Linked DNA regions of Rattus norvegicus: region 1 is linked to region 2. Evidence: chromatin contacts called from public HiChIP or PLAC-seq data. All regions are on one chromosome and are shown on one strand. The core of a region is the stretch at or near the end of the contact, and the rest is flanking DNA. Distances in the headings are between cores, read along the strand shown.

The links. HiChIP or PLAC-seq counts read pairs in DNA pulled down with a chosen protein or histone mark.
Region 1: a contact with region 2 is called in an H3K27ac HiChIP or PLAC-seq map of oligodendrocytes, with 5 times the contacts expected there. The contact joins the enhancer-like site here to the promoter of Fat4 in region 2. A contact is called at or near these places in 4 of 12 Hi-C or Micro-C datasets (the Rat2 cell line, Schwann cells, frontal cortex and 1 more) and 1 of 1 datasets of contacts at active chromatin or transcription factors (oligodendrocytes).

The regions. Positions count from the first base shown.
Region 1 is chr2:124,193,142-124,198,351 of GRCr8, forward strand. No RefSeq gene overlaps it. Among named protein-coding and RNA genes, the nearest start is that of Fat4, 340 kb to the left of the region's middle. Within about 2 kb of position 2,745, at least 16 of the 93 cell types and tissues checked have an H3K27ac peak or open chromatin away from gene starts, as enhancers often do.
Region 2 is chr2:123,851,748-123,856,652 of GRCr8, forward strand. Fat4 (FAT atypical cadherin 4) reads left to right here and starts at 3,542. Exons shown (of 17, transcript NM_001415042.1): 1 at 3,542-4,905. The coding sequence starts at 4,787.

The DNA of each region.
Region 1 (5,210 bases), core at 1,495-3,994, 340 kb after region 2:
TATAATGCAGAAAAGAGGGACATGAATGGCAATTCCCTGGAAGGAGAGTAGACTAGAACTGTTCATTCAGACTTCTCTACAAATCCTACTGCACTGCCTAGCCTCATACCCACTATGAGACAGCACAAGACAGAAGGACTCAAACCATACCTGGCCACCATGAGTCCAATAAGCAAAGAGGCCAAATTAAATTATCAGTGTTCCATTCTTGTCTAGAAAGCACAAACAGGGTTCAAATTTTATGTAAAACTTATTCACCAGATATATTCACCTTACAGATGAATAAAATCACCCTTTCTAGTTCTTTCTGAACTCCGTTTGCCTGGTTCAATTCAGTAATTCTGGCTTAAACTAACCACCAAGCTAACTGATTCTGTATGGTTTCTCTTGGCTTCTCACTGAATTGCTTTGCTTGGGCTCAAGTTAATTCTGCAGATCTATTCTAATATTGTGACTCCTTCTGGTTTGTTCTGTCCTCTCCTGCAATCTGTTTTTGTAAAACTGTTCCAGTAAAAATCTGCCTCCTCTCTCTCCCTCTCTCTCTCTCTCTCTCTCTCTCTCTCTCTCTCTCTCTCACTGCTTCTTCTTCTTCTTCTCTCTCTTTGTCTTTCTCTAAAGTGCTTTCTTAAGCCAATTCTCTTTTCTATGTTATTCTCCTGAAAGATGGGTGTATTCTATCTCTGACTCATTCTGTCAAATGTTTCTCTGACTCCTTCACTTTGTATGCCCTTCCGTTAGACATTACTTTCAAACATGGCTGATTCCTTCCACAAACTAACTTTACCTTCCTTGTCAAGGATTAAAGGTACATACTAAGGGAATGTGTGCATTTCAGCCAGAGTGCAGACCAGAGTCTTTCCTGAGACCCTTCTACCCATGTTAGATGTGCCTTATCTTTCCTGAAATGGCTCTCTGTGAACACCTGTGTTTGCAAACATTGAGAAATATGTCCAAAAACTCTAACGCTGCAGCAAAATGATCAGAAATAATTGTAATAAATTTGATACAATTTTAAGAAAGTCACACATTTCTTTGGGTTTTTGTTTTGTTTTTGTTTTTGGTTTTGGTTTTTTTTTTGTTTTGTTTTGTTTTGTTTTGTTTTTTGCTTTCTAAGAGACACCAAAAACATGGAGGGCTAGGAGAAGAGGAGAAGAGAGAAAACTAACATGTTATAAACACCACACAGCTAGGCTTCTGGTGTTTTCCACTAACTGCTCCACAGATGAATGGAAATTAGTAATGCAAATGGAAAGAGTCACCTGGGAAAAATTCTGGAGGCTTCTCATGTTCCTGGAAAGCATCTGAATGTTTCAAAAGTTGTGTGTGTGCATGCAAGTGTGCTTGTGTGAGTATGTGTGTGTGTGTGTGTGTGTGTGTGTGTGTGTGTGTGTGTGTGTGTGTATTTGGCAAGGTTGCAAAGTTGCAGGCTGGGAGGAAAGAAGAGTGGGTGGCAGAGAGATCAGGGGTATCAGTCAGCTTTACCTTTGCTCCTTTTCATTATGTAGGCCTGGCTTTGGAGTCTATGCAAATGTAAACAACTCCCTGTGAGTCCTTGGTGGGCATCTTGATAGTGAAATGAAAACTTTTATAAAGTGGGAATGTTTCACCACTGTATCTGAACTTGTTATAGCTCTCTGCTCGATTACAGTTCTGGTCACATGACATCTTAACAAAGAAATTTCTAGAAATTAGCTTGCCGTACTAACCCCACTTGCTTACCTGGTGTCTATCACCTGGCATGGCATGGTCTCCCTGGATACTCTGGGCACTACAGTAGAGGCAGAAGCCTCTTCTCATCCAGGACCTACATTCTTATGAGAACTTTCAGAGCAAATACTCAAACACACGTAGAATACATTCATTTAACTACCCAAGGATGCTACGGGCTATAGGACACACAGCAGGGAAGGCAATGGGGATAGGGTGGATTGTACCATGTTTAGGGGTGACCAGAGGTGACATCTGAACAAAGTTCTGAGCGCAAGATAGAAAAATACTCCAAAGCCAGAGGAAGGATATCAAGAGCAGAGTTTGGGGTGTTGGTACATTCTGTTATTTAGAAAGGAGAGCCTTTCACATTTAATATGTAATTTTCTTACTGCAAATTAATTTCTTTAAAGAAAACTCTTATGAGACAACAGTGAAGGAGATAGCTTCACTTATATGTGCAAGCCATAGATCGCTTCTACAGTAGGAGTCTTTCCCTGGGTGGGTAGGAGTGTATTGCTCTCTCAAATCATGCAGCCCGATTATGGTGGTCAGTAGAGTTTCTCACTGAACTCTGCTGATTCAACACTCAGCCCATGTGAAGAAAATGTGTTGCTATTTTAGTGTTTCTGTTTCTAAGCAGTGTGTTCTCAGTTCAGGTCGGCAAAACAAGACAGATGCTTCATTCCATGTAAGGACAGAACAAAGGAGGGCCACATCCCTTCCTCGGGATCCTGCCTTCATTGTTCGGTCCTGGGCAGCCTGTGTGATGTAAGAGGTTTGGAACAGAAAGCTTTGACCAGATCGAAAAGCTGAGTGAATTTAGAAAGGGAGACTTCCAGTCACTGGAGCTTGGAAAACAGCAAATGAATCTAAGATTAGTATTGGACCCCCAGGTCCTTAATCAGTCCCTTGCCCACTTGCCTTCCTATCCCTGCCTCTTTCACATGGAAAGAAGTAACAACTTTCTCTTCCTGTTAGTCTAGGTGCTTAAAAGTAACGCATTCCAGCAAGCGCAAGGGGGAGGTTCCAAGCAGCGGGACACAGTAAATCTTGCCAAGGGGCCAGCATTTCCTGGTTCACAATTGCAGGAAAGGCCTTGCTCTGTTATCAAGAGGACCTAGATGCTTTCATAGGCAATTGTTTTTAAAAGCTAAACAACATTAAATATTGTGTGTGGTGCACAAGACTTGTGGGGAGGAAGCCCTGCTCCAGATGGATCGGACAATAGTTTTGTCTGGCGCTTTGTTCTTTTTACTGGTGAAAAATAAAAACTCTGGGTTACGTCTGTATGCAAGTTTGCTTTCAGTAAAGTCTCTGCTGTTCTAGAAAACAATAGTGGCTGGAACAATGGAAGTTTCCTTTTCAATAAGTGCTGATTTGAAAGTTTACTGAGAGAAAATAGACACTGGTTAGAAGCAATGGCAGCAGTCTCTCTGAGGAAACTGGCCCTAATGAAGCACTTGGGTTCCACAGGCTTCTGAGAAAGTGAGGAAATGTCTCACTGGGTGGGGACAGACACCCCCTAATGGCCAGGGAAGACAGTGACTGCCAAACTATTCCTATCAGAGTGTCACTGGGCCTTAGGCTGGAGACCCTGTGGGAGCATATAAACAGATGGTGTATATTCATTAACCATAATATCACTATGTAACAGTTAAACAGCATACTATCTATCCTTCTTATATTTGTGAACATGAATTATTAAGTATATTGAGTATTATATGCATTTAAGTATACACACATACACACACACACACACACACACACACACACACACACACTCATCCTGCCTCAGAAAATTCATTCGTAAAGACTTTTCTGACCATTGCTTAGGAGGGAGAACAGTCTGCCACACAATAATATGAAAGTGAGTGGCCACAGGGTCCATACTCTGTTCATTGTTCGTGAATATCCAGCCATCAAAATGCTTCATGAATCAATGTGCTCCATTTATACCAACTAAAGTGACATCATTTCATTATAAAATAAAATGAGGGGCTAGGGATATAACTCTTGTTCTTACAGAGGACTTGGGTTCAGTTCCCAGGACTTGGACAGCAGCTCACAAACATGTATAACACCAGTTCCAGAAGATCTGACACCGTTTTCTCCTCCTCCTCTCCCTCTTCTTCCTCTTCTTCCTCCTCCCCCTTACCTCCTTGGGCACTTACATAGTGGTAGAAATACATAAATCTTGATAAAAGACTTGCACACATTAAAAAAAAGCAATCTAAAGACATAAAAAATGCATTCTAAGGTAAAATACCAGTGATATAGCTGATGTTTGTGAAAAATCTGTACTGAATTTATTTCTGAAATATTACTGGGTAAAACAGTATGTCCCCTTCTATGAAAATCTTCCAGTGCATATCAGAATCTGACTTTTGCATGTGAAATAGTGACCCTCCCCAAAGAACATTTCTTATACCGTAGAATAATTCTGCAGAAGGGCTTTCTGTAGACACCGTAACACTTCTTTGAGACACTTTGGAATCAAGGCGATGGGAGGTACTGAGCAGTGTAGGGAGGACAGCTTTAAAAAAACAACAACAAAATACTTATTTCCTGGGAGAAACGTTATTTGATCTACAAAATGAAAAGAAAAAAATATTTTTTAATCAAGTTTAAGAAGTTACAATTAAAAATGCTAAGTCCGTGATGTATTTTTAAAAATGAATGGCAATATTTATAAAATAGAATTAGGTTCAGACTTAATATTTACTTTCCTTTTAATACTGGCTCCTAATAGAACTTGAAAACAGCTGGTTTTGTTGATGCAGTGGTTCCATGTAAGACTGCATATGGCCTGAATCGTTAAACTTACATTTTCATCAGATTTATGCTTGGGAAAACTAACTGTACCCTTACAGTAATTTATTATAGGCATCTCTTTGTTTGTCTTAGATAGACTGTAGGAATGGCAGGATGGGACGAGATGAAATAGGGCCGCAATTACAGTTTAAAAAGCTTCCAAAATAGAGCAACATTCAACTGAATCTTTCATTACCACCATCTGCACTGTATATGTCATGGAGAGATTAATAAGCAAGCAGGACTCTGTTTGTTTCTATGTTTATAAGGAATTTGAGCCAAGACTGGCTTTTCCCATCCCTAAAGAATAGTGTAAAAGGAGAGACAGCCATCTTCCCTGGGTAGCAGGGACATTTTCAAGGGTTTCCCAGGGGCTTTCTCTTGCTACAGACATGACTCAGTGCAGATGTATTTTTATTAAAAATAAAAGACTCATCATATTCTAATCTAACTGAAATTTTCTAGCGATGCTAGTACCTTCTTCTTGAAAGTCAATTATAATTCCAGCTCAAATTTCAGTGTTAAGGAGGGAGGCGGGTGGAGAAGAGTTAGTGTTTGCCATTTCCCAGTGACGATTCAGTTTTTGAGTAACCAGGATTTGGGATAAGGGCCTTTCCTGCCATCCTCTTCCACTCTTCCCCATTATTTCCCATTCCAGTTCATTTCAACCTGGTTCAATCCAGCCTAGT
Region 2 (4,905 bases), core at 2,292-4,791:
GAATACCTTGTCCCTGAGAACCATTTGTCTTACTGACTTATTGTGATGAAACACTGAGCAAAACCAAATTAGGAGGAAAGTGTTTATCAGGTTTATACGCCTTTATCCCAGTCGATCGCCAATGGAAGCCGGGACAGGAACTCAAGCAGGAGCACAGACAGGAACCAGTGGGGAAAACTGCTTACTGGTTTGCTCCCACTGGTTTTGAATATAGCCCAGGACCATGTGCCCAGGGTTGGGCGCACCTACAGCGAGCTGGATGCTCATATATCAATCATTAATCAAGAAAATGCCCCACAGGCAGTGCAGAGGCCAGCACGAAGGAGGGCAATCCCTCAGCTGAAACTCTCTCTTCTCCAGAGATTTCGGCTTGTGTCCAGTTGACAAAACTAGCCAGCATGGCTTCTAATTCCATTTTTGTTAAAACCCCAACTTGACAACCATTTTCATAAATAATTAAGATCTGCGTAGAAAAAAATGGACTCCATTTGTTTGGGTTTTCTGAAAGACAAGAGGAAGAGAACACTTAGAAGCGGTCCTCAAGTCTTCCATCCGCTGCTGCACTTCCTTTGTCCTCTGCTTAGTAAAGTAGTCCATGGCTTCAAAACATAGTCCACGTTTACAGTTTACAGTTACCTCAGGTCTCCCTTCCACGTCACAAGAAGAAGTACGCTTTTTTGGTATGCATTTTAGAGAGACGTGAGTCTGTGCTTGTGTGTGCTTGTGTGTGTGTGTGTGTGTGAACATGTGTGGAAGTCAGAGGACATCATGTCCACTCTTCCTATCTTATTCTAAACTTCATTTCAACTGCACAACTGCATTCTTCAGGCTGCCTGTTTTCCACAGATTCCCACTAGGTGGAGCCACGGTTACAGACAATTGTGCTACTTTGTCTGGTTTCTGGGGACAGAACTGAGGTGGTCAAGCATCCCTGGTAAAAGCCTTTATTCCCACCCAGAGGAAGAATTATAATATGGTAATATATTGTATCTATTATCTATTGTATTATATTACATTAAATATTGTGTCATATATTATATACAATGTTTATATTGTATAATAACAAATACTATATAATATATGGTATATGTATACATATAAATACATATGAGATTGTATGCTATGTTAACACAGCTCTTGAAATTTAAGGGAGACAAAAAATAAAATATAACAAGAGCTGTACTCCATGTTTTATTCAGAACGTTCTCCTTATTTCTTTTTAAATTACATACTACACATGCAAAATTGTAGTTTTGTGTAGAATTATCTACAAATGAGTCAATTACATCATTATGGAAAGTTAGTTGTTCAACTAACCATAGCATTGCTTAAATAATTTGTGGCGATCCTCCCTTCGAATTTTCCAAACAAATATTTTTGGACTGAATGTGACCCACTTTTTTTGCATTGCTTTTTTTTTTTATTAAAACAAAGGCTATTCACTTATTTCACAGATTAAACACTCTGCTTTGCAGCATGAATTAAATTACCTGTTTTATTAAATTAAATTCACAGCAAGAGGTGTTAATTCCATTCTGTGGAGCTGTGAAGGCGCCTCACTTGCTCCCCAAATACACATGAGGCCGACCAGCAGAAAATCCACCGGTCTTCCCCCAATATATGTGAGTGATTTCTTCCCATTCTTATGTGTCTGAGTATTGAACTACGCAGGATTAGCAAACAGAACTAAAGTCTTCTCCACTGTCCGCTCTCTCATTGCAGCTATTTGAAGTCCCTTCGACCCAACTTTAACCCACAAACCCTTTTTGGCTGAATTACAGCAAAATAATGACATTGGGGGTGGGGTAAGGGTTGGTTGGTCAAAATAATTTTGACCGGGCTTCAAAGGCGTTTTTGTTTGGCTTCGTTGGTTTTCTGCTTTTTTTTTTTTTTTTTTTTTAAGGGGGAAGGCGGTTAACGAAATGTATTTAATAGTGTTGCAGTCTGAAAAATGTAGCAATAGAGACGCCTAACTCTCTGGTCTGTTTCCAGTCCACTCATCAAGCTATAGCTGAGGAACAGGCAGAAGTGAACGTTCCAACTAAACAAAGGAATTCACGATGTTTTAGAATCAGGCTCTATCCTTCCTCAGTTTACGTTACAAGCGGTTTGCTTCCCTGGGACTTGAATGTGTTGTCTTCTCTATCGCTTTTAATTGTTTTCTGACCTCACACAAGGAAAGGCAGTAGGAGATCCTTCCAGATCCTTTTCTTTGCCCCCATCCCTTGGCAAGAAGGAGGAATTAGCTCTGTAACCAGATCTTCCCAGCTGCATTTAATTTAAGGCACGAAACCAGCCACCGAAGCAGTCAAACTGGATCTAGCCAGCAGGGGGCAGTGTTGGCTCGTGCTCGAACCATCTCTGGGTGCAGAAAGTTTGATGTTTGGAGGGATTCCTGTGGCAAAATTGTATGACATATGCCCTATATTTGCATTATTTGGCTTCAGTTCATATTTTGCAAGTTGATTCCCTTAAAGGGGAAATTTATTGACCCGATTCCTAGTCACGTTTGTTTTTTTCTTTTAAAGAAACCTCATGCGCCATCACACAAAATAAGCCGAGGCAGGGGCATAATCTGAGTGCGGTTGGTGATGTGTGACACTTAAAAAAATTAAATTTAAACTTCATTTCATTTATTTCTATTTTCTTATAGTTATTCTTCCCCCAGGCCCAAATCGAAACCAAACGATATTAGATTTCCTTTGGCTAGAGAATGTCAAGGGGAGAAAAGCCCCACAGGGGGTCAAAAATTCCAAACTGGGTTTGTAAGAGGAAACTGTTCCCGCAGAAGCTGCCATTGTTTCAGCTGAAGCCTCCAGACTGCTTTGAGTACAGGATTCCAGCTATGAGACTAACCATGCTATGTGGGTGCCAGCATGCCCTTCTCTTTGAGAAGTTGGAGTTTGGCTTGCACCGAGGCCTTGGTATGCCCTGGACCTGAGGGACAGCGACGAGGGGCGCAGGTTTGGGAGTCGGGAAGATCTGGGGCTCTGCGGGGTACTGTGGGTCTCAGTTTGCTCAAACACTGCTCCTGGCGAGGACACGAAATGGTTAAAGCTCAGCAGCCGCGCGCATTCCCAGACAGGCTTTGCCTAATCCTTCCTCCCGCGTTAACAGACCCTCGCCCCAACCTTTCTTTCATTTTTCCCCGACCCCCTCCACCGAGTTACTACCAGACTAACGGCCTAATGGCAGCCCCAGCTCCGGACAGTAAACTTATTTATTTCTAAACCTGACCCCACCCCCCATCTATTCCGCGGCTGCCTCTTGCGGTGATTGCGCCGACGCCGGCCAAGGTTTGACCAAAAGAGAAAATAAATAAATAGAAAGGAGTTGGGGGTGGTCGCCCCCTTCCTCGCGCCTCCGTTGTGGGGCTCGCCTACCTCCCGCCCACAACCTCGGAGGCCACGGTGACGAGCGTCGCCCCAGCCAGTGGCGGCTGCAGGCTAGGGCGGCGGGGACGCGGGGCGGGGCTGTGGCCAATGAGCTGTAGCGGGGCAGGGCCCGCGGGTGACAGGACCAGAGCTGGGGAGTGGCGGCCACTGGAGTCCGGGAGCACCGAGGGGCGAGCAAAGTTTCTCAGTCCTGCTCGCGATCCAGAACAACCCTCCCCCTCCGTGTGTGCGCGCGTGTGTGTGAGTGCGTGAGTGCGCGCAGCGGGGAAGGGGCGGGGAGAGTGCGAGGGACCAGGAGAGGCAGCGGGGGACTCGCCGGGCTACAGACACACCGAAGTGCCACCTCCGAGCCCTGGCTGGGAAGCAGCGCATCCACCCGGTGTCCCGAGCAGCTGCCCCGCTCCTCCGCGTCCCCATCGTCCGCAGGGACCACGACGGAGGGACCCACCCCACTCCAAACACAAAGCCTGAAGGATTACAAAGTGAAACTGACCCGGGACAATAAAAGCACAGATCCCTGGACAAGGGCGAGGAGCGCTCGGGGGCGCTGGTGCCCGCTGACGCCCGGGGAAGAGCCCCTGGCATGGTGAGGGGAGGGGACTCCGGGACCAAGCGCTGCTGCTGCCACTGTCCGACCCCCACGGCGCCGAGGAGGAAGGGAAACCCACGCGCTGTGGACGTAAAAATGATGCTGGCGCGGAGGTGAAGGATGCGGAGCAGCGCCCGCGGCAGCCTGGGCTGGACCTTGGGCTTCGACCCGCGGCGGGAGCAAAGGCAGCCCGGGCTACGGGCAGGGGCACGGAGCTGAGAGCTGCGGGAGCCCTGGTGGGGACCGGGAGCCCTGGCTGCCTCAGCTGTGGGGGGAGGGAGCCCGATCCACAGGCGACCTTCCCGGCTCCCTCAGAGCGAGACCAGAGAAGAGTCTTCACAGCTAGCTTGGGATCTCCTGGCGTCCCCGCTCTACCTCCAGGGTGCAGGGGCTCCGCGGCTCTTGGCCCTGCCCTTTTTGGCGTCGCGCTCCGGGTAAGTTCTAAAGTTTTTAGAAAGATGTTCGTGCAGTAAGCGACTCCTCAGATCCCCCAAAATCAAAGCCGCCTCTCGTAACTCCGGTCCGCGGCCGGGACTCTCAGAATTGGGATTTCAACCTAAGTGTCTAGAGGCCTGCAAACTTTCACCGGAGAGCCCAGGGATGCTCCGCCGCCTGTCGTCTCACTCTCCTCTGCGCTGGTCGTCTCACCAGCTTCTCCTTCGTGCCGGTCCCTCACCCACTCTTCTGAACCGCAGAGGTCTCCGGCCAAACTGACCTTTTACTGGCGCCACTCAGAAGAACTCCAGGTCATCCCATTACCTTCACCTTGATTCTCTTCTCCAGGTTACTGGAAACTAGGACCATGAACTTGGCCGCAAACCGGACTCCGGGCCGCAGGCGGTTCCCGCTACCTTCCCCATCTCTGGGCCAGCTTCTGAGAGTCTGGGGACTGCTGTCGCTGCTCCCCAGTCCGGCCCGAGT